Regions from separate parts of the Mus musculus genome. Here region 1 is linked to region 2. The links are chromatin contacts, called in public promoter capture Hi-C maps. All regions are on one chromosome and are shown on one strand. Each heading gives the region's core, a stretch centred on a gene start, on an enhancer-like site or on the middle of the called end of the contact. The rest is flanking DNA. Distances are from core to core; before and after follow the strand shown.

Evidence for each region. Capture Hi-C pulls out chosen DNA fragments and counts their contacts.
Region 1: a contact with region 2 is called in a promoter capture Hi-C map of adipose tissue. The contact joins two enhancer-like sites. A contact is called at or near these places in 1 of 39 promoter capture datasets (hematopoietic stem and progenitor cells), 6 of 484 Hi-C or Micro-C datasets (bone marrow-derived macrophages, cortical glia, embryonic stem cells and 3 more), 7 of 115 datasets of contacts at active chromatin or transcription factors (the 230-238 cell line, the HPC-7 cell line, Th17 cells and 3 more) and 4 of 9 other capture datasets (adipose tissue, embryonic stem cells, liver and 1 more).

Annotation. Positions count from the first base shown.
Region 1 is chr7:110,926,741-110,931,887 of GRCm38.p6, reverse strand. It overlaps Mrvi1 (MRV integration site 1), which reads left to right. Exons shown (of 21, transcript NM_194464.3): 3 at 2,310-2,410; 4 at 4,017-4,087. Among named protein-coding and RNA genes, the nearest start is that of Gm16336, 24 kb to the right of the region's middle. Within about 2 kb of position 1,262, at least 17 of the 459 cell types and tissues checked have an H3K27ac peak or open chromatin away from gene starts, as enhancers often do. A contact at or near this core is called in adipose tissue, where this site is marked.
Region 2 is chr7:110,790,957-110,795,911 of GRCm38.p6, reverse strand. It overlaps Ampd3 (adenosine monophosphate deaminase 3), which reads right to left. Exons shown (of 15, transcript NM_001276301.1): 4 at 4,565-4,724; 5 at 2,053-2,272; 6 at 104-233. Among named protein-coding and RNA genes, the nearest start is that of Gm39069, 13 kb to the right of the region's middle. Within about 2 kb of position 2,936, at least 20 of the 459 cell types and tissues checked have an H3K27ac peak or open chromatin away from gene starts, as enhancers often do. A contact at or near this core is called in adipose tissue, where this site is marked.

The DNA.
Region 1 (5,147 bases), core at 13-2,512, 140 kb before region 2:
AATTGTAAAAAGACTTTGGATTTTAGAAGATATTGGACATTTTAAAGGGATTGACTTTTAATATGTAAAGACTGTGGGACTTTTAAAGTTGTTTAGATCTTGGGGATGAATAAGAAATTAAGGGTTGAGGCTTACTAGTGATGTGCTTGTGTGTCAAGTTGACAAGGGGTCAATTGTACTGGCTAGTTTTGTGTCAACTTGACACAGCTGGGGTTATCACAGAGAAAGGAGCTTCAGTTGAGGAAAATGCCTCCATGAGATCCAACTCTAAGGCATTTTCTCAATTAGTGATCAAGGGGGAAAGGCCCTTTGTGGGTGGGACCATCTCTGGGCTGGTAGTCTTGGGTTCCATAAGAGAGCAGGCTGAGCAAGCCAGGGGAGGCAAGCCAGTAAAGAACATCCCTCCATGGCCTCTGCATCAGCTCCTGCTCCCTGGCCTGCTTGAGTTCCAGTCCTGACTTCCTTTGGTGATGAACAGCAGTATGGAAGTGTAAGCCGAATAAACCCTTTCCTCCCCAACTTGCTTCTTGGCCATGATCTTTGTGCAGGAATAGAAACCCTGACTAAGACAGGCAGAATGGGAGAGATTAATGGATAAATGGATGGTTAATTGGTGAGTAGATAGGGAGACAGAAAGGGATGAACAGGCAGATAAATGGATAAGAGATGTATGAATGGATAAATCAATGGATATCCAGGGAAAGAGTTTATGGATGAATTTACTGATGGATAAAGAAGATGTTTAGAGAGAGGGTTGGATGAATGTGAGGGAGAGACAGGGATATGGATAAATAGGTGGGCAGGGGAAGAGACATGAACGAACACAAGCATTTATGTAGATCCATAGAGATGGGTGGATGAGAACAGACACAAATAAATGCATGCATTGGTGGATAGATGTATGAATGGCTACACGGAGAGATAAAGCGATGGCTAAGGAGGGCTTGGGCAGGAAGGTACACAAGTGGATGTTCAGAGTGTGTGATGTGTGAAGTAAAGGCCAGGAGAGAGGACAAGAGGTGGAGAAAGAAGTTAACTCAGTTTTTTCTCTCTTTCTGTAAAATTTAGTTTTATGTGTACAGGTGTCCAGTCTCAAGATTCATTCTCTTTTTCTGTCCTTGGAGAGGTGAAATGAATGAAGCTCTGGAACAGGCCTTTAAGCCAGCACTTCTCAAAGCCAGTCCTAGAGGGGTCACAGCTCCACAGGGTGTGAGGACAAACAGCTTAGCCTAGTGCCAACCATAGGCCACTAGAGGGAGGAAGTGCTCATTTTATCTCGTAGGGGCACTCACAGCCATCAGCTCCGAATTTTTATGCTTTCAGGTTTCTCTAGCTGAATTTTCTTGTTGATTGATTTGGAAAGTAGTCAGAGTGTCAATGAATTAAAATAAAGTCTCCCTTTCAGCACCAGTGCATGCTGGGAGTTTGTGAAAACTCCACCACAGGCATGGTAAAAAACTGTGATAGAACTGTGGGTAGAAAAATGAATTTCAGCCTTCCCATGGCAAGAGTCACACGTGAGCAAGAACAAGAGAGTCAGAGAGATTCCAAAGCTCAATGTCTTGTACTCCAGTAAGGCAGGCCAGGCTGAACCACCTGAGAGGCCACAGCAGAAGTGTTTGGGTCCATAGGCCTGAATGAGTGGAACAGGCCAGGCTAGAATCCTTTGGACCACAGTTCCTATGCAGAAACATGAACCTGGGATTTCTTATTACTCAGTTGTAAGAAAATGAGTGGGAGCCAAGCACTTGGTTCTTGTTGATTGCTTTGGAAAGTAGTCAGAGTGTCAATGAATTAAAATAAAATCTTTTTCAGCACCAATGTATGCTGGGAATTTGTTAAAGCTCCACCACGGGCTCTAAGAAGTGCTGGTTTAAAGGGCTGTTCCAAAAGCAGGAAACAAGGGGCTGGGGAGATGGCTCAGCAGTTAAGAGCATGGCTTTGATTCCTGGCACCCACATGGCAGCACATACCCCCACATGTAGGGAGAAAGGCGGGGAGGGATGGGGAGAGACAGAGAGGGAGAGGGAGAGGGAGAGGGAAACTGAGTTAGTCAGTATGTTCATTAATTCATCTGTAGCCATGTCACACTCTACACTCACAGCAAATATCACACTTTGAATATATGTGATTTCCATTTCTGAGTTATATCTTAATGAAGCTGAAACAGACAAACCAACATACAGAGTTGGTGACCTGTGACAATGGCCTTGGGAGTCACACTGTTGGAAATGCCGCAGTTCCAGGCCCTGCATGTCCCCAACTCAGCCCAGGCCTAACTCCATTTGTGTTTTGCTCGAAACCACCAGGACTCTCCCTCTGCAGGACCATTTCCCAGCCCTCCCACAATCGTCCTGACGGGGGATGCCAGTTCACCTGAAGGAGAGACTGACAAAAACCTAGTCAACAGGTATGCAGCCCAGGCGGACGAGCAATGCTTTGTGGGGATCAAATAGCTGCATTTCTAGAAACACTTTCTTCTTTCTTTTTCTCTGAATCACTTTATCGATGAAGATGCTGTCAAAGAGGGCTGGGGATATGGCTTAGTTTGTAGAGTACTTCTTGCTAAGTTTGTGTTAGGTCTTGGGTTTGATTCTCAGTATCACCTAACCTGGGCATGGTGGGGGCACACCTGTAACCCCAGAAATCATGAGGAAGCAAGAGGATCAGAAGTGCAAGGTCATCCTTGGTTATATGAGGGGTTCAAATCCACCCTGGGATACAAGAAACTTTATCTCAAAAATAAAAGTCCACATTATCAAGCAGTTTTTCAAAATGGGAAAGAGAACCTAGGATTTTTTCACCATTATCTTCTTTCCCAAAATGTTGTTCTTACTCTTGGATTTGGCCCTGTACACACTGCTAGATTTTAAGAAAATCAAAGACATCATAGCATGAAAACCTTCCATAATATCAGCCCAGGAATTCCCACAGAAGCCTGGAAGGTGTGGATCTTTAACTATAGGATCCTGTTGTGGCCAAAGCAGGTCCCTCATGGAACCTTTGGGAGGGACAGTGCATCACCATCACAGGGATGTCACTGCCCCTGTTCCCCTCACCAGGGGTCCGTGAATTGATCTAGCTGGAATAAGGTTGTCTAGATATCACTTTTAATAAGTTTAAAAGATAATCCTCGGGGCTGGGGATACAGGTCAGTGGGAAGGTGCTTGCCTAGCAAGTGCAACAAGGCCTGGGGTTGACAGGCAACACCACATGTAAGAGGGTAATTATCATAGGACAGAGTGAGCATCTTCATCTGTTAATTAAGAGCAGAGTGAATACCAAGGAGGATATAAGAAATGAATATACTTGCATAATCAATGTGAGAGGGGGTGGAAAAAGCCAAATAAAAGGGTTAAGTCAGACATAAGGCAGCTTCATGGGGCTGGAGAGTTGACTCAGTAGTCAAGAGCACACACTGCTCTTGCAGAGGACCTGAGACTGGTTCTCACTACCCAAATCAGGTGACTCCCAAGCACCTGTAACTCCAGTCCCAGGAGAACCTGATGCCTCTCGCCTCCATATGCATCTGCACACACAGGCACACACATATATAATTAAAATACGTCGTTAAAAGGAGCTCCGTGTTTTGCAGGGCAGTGAAACTGTGCTTTTATTTTCTCTTTCAAAAACAGATTATCTGTGTCTCTACCAGACCCCCCATGTATGTTTGGTAAGGCTCCCACAAGATAGCTCTAAAGTCCGGGTCCTTATAGAGAGTAACTCCTGTAGTAAGTAAGGTTCCATCCCTTGAGAGTGGGCTTGGATAGCTTGAGTGGGCAGCAGAATGGCGTAGTGACTTGTTGAGCCATTAGTCCTCCCAGGGGCTCTGATGTGGGAGACTGGGGTACAGCCTGGGAATTCAACCATCTAACATGCTCCCAAGGTGACAGTCAGAGGACCCTTGTGTGTGCCATAGATGATGCTCTGGGGTGACCCTGAGAGTCTGTACAGTCATCTCATTTGTCCATCTCTGAGTAGATTTCCTAACAGGATGACCATGGTCTGTCTTTCAGGGCTCCCAGCCCTCACCGGAGGCTTTCCCACCGACACCTGAAGGTCTCCACTGCTTCGCTGACTTCTGTGGGTAAGGGCTGGGTCAATATGAACATGTGCTTGAGCAGCAAGCATGAGTTGGCTCCTTTCTCTCTCCCCAAGTCCAAATAATAGAGGAGATCAGCCTCTCCATGTTTGGGTTCAGAAGAAATGATGTCTAGTTTCAGTGTCAGAAAGAAGAGGAGGATGAAGTCAGAGCAGACAGAAATGATGCTCAGTGATCAGCTGAGTGATGTTCAGCACTGGGCTCAAAGACCAGAGTCCTACGGCTGTATGGGCACAGCCAGGGAGTGTGCCCAGCCAGGAGGGAGTGTGCCCAGCCAGGAGGGAGTGTGCCCATGTGAAAGGCTGTTGGCTAGGATTCCTGATGGTTTCTACTCAGGATTTTCACACCTTTTTAGACCACTGAAGGATCGGGCCACATAGACTTGGGCTTTGTATTCGGTGTTGATTACACTTTATAAGGAGGTTGGGAAATGAGTAGATAGAATTGATAAATGGCCTTCATGAAAGATCTTAGGAAGCCAAGGTAAGAAGGGGCCCACTTCTCCCTAGGGAAGAGAAAAGATGTACAGGTATTCCAGAGGAAGTGGTATTTGAGTTTCACCTTAAAGAGACAGACACACAGGAGGGAGGGATGGCACTCTTGGTGGAAAAGGAGACTTGGTGGGAAGTAGGAACCACCTACAGTACTGTAGCAACCAGATGCTATGCTGTGTGTATGTGTCATGAGCACTGAAAACTATAAAGCCCCAATTCATAATAACTTACTCCAAAATAATAGAATTCTTCCCCCACCTCTGCCTTCTGTTAGTCTTCCTCCATCATTGTCTGCTCTTCCTTCAGGGTCAATGGTTTCAGGTATTGCTGGGTCCAGGTACTTAATTTGGGTTATTAGTTATTGTACTGTTCCATCTCTCATCTCATTTCATATATGAGCTCTCTTCTTGGGAAGACCTTCTATTCATGGGAACAAATGGTCGGCTGCACCTCCAAGCCTCTGTCTTATCTGTGACACCCTTCTTCCCTCTCATTTCCCAAAACTTCTTCTCACTAGCCTCATGTGGTCATCCCTATCTGATCCCTGTGGC
Region 2 (4,955 bases), core at 1,687-4,186:
AGACCTGGTGCTCACCCAACTCTGGACCTAGACAGACCCAGGGCATCATTCCCTGGGCCCAGTATGGGCCAGGTGAGTGGCTTGGACACCAGCCACCACATACCTTTCTCACATTATAAAAGTCTCTGTGGGGGTTACTCTTCAATTCCTTGAACTCTGACATTTCATTTAACATCTCATGAAGGCTAAACTTGGATTCCAGAAAGTTCAGTCGCCGGTGACAATAGGTTTTCCTGCAAGTTGGTGAGAGATAGAGACCCCAGTAAGACATCAAATGACAGTTTAGCAACCTCAAGACAGGGTAGTGACCGGGGCTGGAAGGGTCAGGTTCTGACAGCATGGAGGAAGAAGAGCCGAGATGCTTCCAGCTTTCCTCAGACCTGGCTGAGCTGACCAGCACACACGTGTGAGGACACCACATGAGCAGACGGTCAAGACACACGGGAGGGAAGCACCAACTCTGGGAGCCCAGGCAGGGTTTTGTTGTCTTATGTTTGGGCAATTAGCACAGGGATAACCATCCCATGTATAACCATGGAGACGGTGCCGCCCCAGACTGAAGTACTTGTTTCAGGCTCTGGGTCTGGCTGAGCAGAGGAGCCCCTCCTCTCTCCTCAGCCCCCATAATTCTTTAACTACAAAATTCATTGCCCAGAATGTGAATAATGCAGTCAAACCATCTACTACCACCTGCCTAGCTTAGGATGCAGAGGCATCAACCCTCCACCCATGACCAACTGTCCCTAGATTCCCACGACCTAAGGGATCCTCAGCTCTGAGATTCCTGGGCAGGAAGAGGATGTTTACAGTGAGGAGCAGGTAAGGACCACTGAGACAGACAGCTCTGTGGGACTGACACCCCAGGGTCCTCACCCAGGGAAAGCACTCCTTGGGAATAAGTTTTCCTCAGCGAACTAAGATGCGACTCACTGCTATGACCAGATGTCTCCCACACCCAGCTCAGCTGCCCAGCCTCACAGAACTGACCCTGCTCCCTCGGTGCTCTCAAACAGCAGCTGCCTGCATCTCCCTAGGCCGCCATAATGAGCAGCTGCTAGGAACTAGAGAGATCACATACTGTTTTTGCAGAAGACCTGAGTTTGAGTCCAAGTATCCAAATCACAACTGCCTGGAACTCCAGGGGATCTCACAGCCTCTGACCTCCTCACATGCAGATATACACATGGATATATAAGTAAATGGCAATAATAACATTTTTAATACCAGTGTCATTGTCTGTCTATAGAGGCAAGCCCTGAGTGAGTCAGGGATCTCAGAGTGGGAACGGACTCTGAGCTAGTGAGAGATAGAGACTCCAGTAAGACATCACATCAAACATTAGGTTTAGTCACTGTGTCCAGTGACTGTCCCTTCATAGTTTCTCAGACAACAGTCAATGCTCACACCCCTGGTAAGGAGGGATTCCCAGAAACTATCCTTCCCCTCCTGGTCTTAGTTCTGGCCTCTGCTCAGTGAGGACCAAGAGCCAGAGGCCCACCCTCCCCCATCCTACTCTTCTGTCTCAGAGACGAGGCCCACACCCTTCACAGCAAAACCCAAAAGGCAGGAGTGAGCAAGGAGTACATGCCACTCTGACAGCCCCTTGCCTTCCCAGGCTCTCATTCCTACAGTTCAGGTAACTGAACCTTAACCAAGGGTTGGCTCAAGTCCCTGCCATGAAGAAAGCCACCTTCCCTGTCAGCTCCAGCCAAGCACTCTCGAGCATAGGCGGGGAAACAGAGGGCTCCAGGATCCCTGCATAAGCCCAGTAGCTGAAATAAGAGTTTTTCTTTATTCCTCCCTCCATGTTTGCCCATGCCCGGAGCTGACAGCTGGCAGCTCTCTGCAGTGTTTCCTTGCCTAAGGAGAAGGGTGGCAGCTGATGTAGGTACACAGTGGCCACTATCACACAGAGGTTTCCACGTGCCCATGTACAGCAGGGTGCAGCAGTAACAGCTCTAAGTCTGTGCCATCCCCATAGGGAAACCCAGGATGGAGTGCCTGCTGTTCCTTCCCACACACCAAAAAGGGGAACCGGGAAAACTGGCTTACGTGGGGCCATCAGTGATGAGTGCCAGAATATGGCTCATGTCCACAATGTAGGTCTCCAGGTCAGGGTAGGGCAGGCTGTGGGGCTCCTGGCGTTCCAACATCGTCTGATTGTCATACACAAAGAGAACACCTCCGTGCATGCGAACCAGGTAGCCCAGGTTGGGGGGTGCATCATCCAGGCAATAAGGGTCTTCCTGGGGCAGTGGGGGAGGGTGGAAGTCTGCAAAACAGGATGAGTGGTGGCCAAATGACCAATGTTGAACACTTTGACAGCCTCCCTGCTTTGTTTGTCTCTATAACTCTCACCACTGTGTGAAATAATAGTTCTTCACACCTTGGGTATCAGAGGACACACACTGATTTGTGTTGTTAGCTGCTATAGTCCAGTCTCTAGAGCAAGCCTGTCCCGAGGCTAGCACACCAATGCATGTGTGTGCATGTGTGTATGTCCATGTGCATGCATGCTTGTGTGCATACATGCTTGTGTGTGTGTGTGTGTGTGTTTGCTTGCACATGCACATATGTGTGTGTTTAGCTTAATTAAAATGGACTTCACCTAATTTGGCCCTTTTTGGCCCTCAGGGGTGTCTGCTTTATTTTACTTTTAGTTTTTAGAAAAGAGTGGCTCGGTGTTCTCCCAGTGAGAAAGCACTGGCAGGGAATAACGGCTCCCTTTTCCCACATATTTTCTGAGCCCAAGGCAGGCAAAGAATTAGACAAGAAGTCACCCTGTCCCTAACAGAGCAAAAGGAGGAGTAACCAGGCTCTGCCCTCCCAGAGCAGGAACTGGCCAGCATAGAATCCTTAGCCCAGCATGGAGCCAGGCAAAGTACACCCAACCCAAGCAGTAAAACACCTCTGCTGTTTCCTGGTGTGTGACTCTGAAAGGCCCTTTGCCTCTGGGATCCTGACTGCTCACCTGAGACACCACCTACCCAGCAGATGGTAGTGAGGGCCATAAAAGTACAGTAGGGAAATGCTTGGCAAACAGGTGTGCCCTGCACAAGGATCATGGGACATTGCTTATGATGGTTCAACTTAATGGGCTTTTTTAAACTTTAGGAGTGTGCGAAAGTAAGTGTGTGTGTGTGTGTGTGTGTGTGTGTGTGTGTGTGTGTATACCAGCAAAACACTCCATGTTTTGAATAAGGGTAGTCAGCATGTTGTCACTAAGAAAGCTGATGATGTTGCCAACTGTAGGCTCTCAGAAACGTTCTGGGCATGGCTGATATCTGTTGGCTGTGTTAACTGCATTTTCAGCTTAGGATGTTTTCAGCTTCCATTTGACTTATTGGGAGCACATTCCGTCAACAGTCCGGAACATTTGCCTTCTCGTTAGTCTTGAGAGTTCTCAGCTCTTAACCAGCTGTCTCTGGCCAGGGAATAAACACAGCAGATCAGCCAGCACCTTGCGGGCCAGCTGCCTGACAGGCAGAAGGAACAACCTTGGCTCCTGAGTGGAAGAAGCGCCCAGGGCCCAGGGCAGGGTGTCCTGCCTCAGCACTCTGGAACAGGCTGACCCTAAGCTGTGATGGTCACAGAGAAAGCAGAACATAGCAGAGCCAGGATGCTGATGTCCCCATCAGGCACAGCAACAGACCAGACCAGGAGTCTTGAGATAGTGCTAGCATTGTGTATGGGGCAGACAGTTGGAAAGGCCAAGGTGAAGCCGCAGCCCACCCACCCAGAGATTGCATGGCTTCACCACACTCATGACCAGGACACAAGGGCCTTCTGCCATATGTAACACCCAAGCATCTGACAGTCATTCCTGCCTGGACAATACTGGGGACCTGTCCCTCTGACAGACAGGGAAATAGCCTTGGGAAGGCTGAGATCTACCAAGCCCCTCCCTGGTGGAAAGGGTACTCAAAACAGAACTGAGCTAGAAACAAGGACAACCTAGCACCTGTTGCCAAAGGCATCGAGGGTACTGGCCTGGATATGATCCGCAGGCCCTCGTCTAATCCCTACCCCTGGATTTCAAGGATGAGGGTTGACATATCCTTGTTTTAGTGACTTCATTGTTAGCCTCTGCTGCTCCTAGGTCCCTCACTAGGTCAGGAAGATACCCTGCCCTTTCTTGTCTCCCTTCTCTGAACTTAAATATGGTTGTCATTTATGGAACACTCTAGAAGCCCAGTCTGCCCTAAGCACTCCACACACATTCACACAATCTCACCCAAGGAGGTGGTGATTGCTGGCATTCCTGTTTTTTAAGACTGTAAAACTGAAATTTAGAGAAGCCGTTTGCTCAAGGGCCAAGAAATTGGCACAATCCAGATATGAAGGCAAGTATGTTTCGCTTCCTCTGCCCAGGGCACATGGGCTCTGTATGTATTCTCACTCAACCCTTCCACTGCTGTACATTTGATTGTATTGTTTTAAACACACCAGTAGCCCCATCTCCAAAAACACCACTGGTAGAAAAATATTCAGCCAGCAAAAAGTCCCAACCATACTTGGGTCCAGTTCACACATAGAATCCACCTTGGTCCCCAAGACTTCATACCTGGGAGACCCTCTTCCAAAGGCACACTTTCCCCCTGATGAGCCAGGTACTGGGCTGTGGTCCGTGGGAAGCGGTGGTAGGCAAGCCGTGCATACTTCTCCCGGATCATCAGGGCCTTGGCCAGGCTCTTGGCAGCCTGCTCATAGTCTTCCACAGTGATCTACAGCAGGAGACATGTAAGGGAGGGTCTGTCCACAAGCCAGAGACAATGCTTGCAGAGATCCTGGGCGAGCCTGGCCCCCAGGAAGCAGGATCTCAGGATGGTTCCCATCAAACTGATAAGCGAGGCTCGTTGTGTGTGACCCGCTCCCACAAACACTGTGATTTATGCTGGGTACTTGAGTTCCTGCCCAGAGTCTGGAATTGGGGGTGTACTGTGCAGATGTGTAAG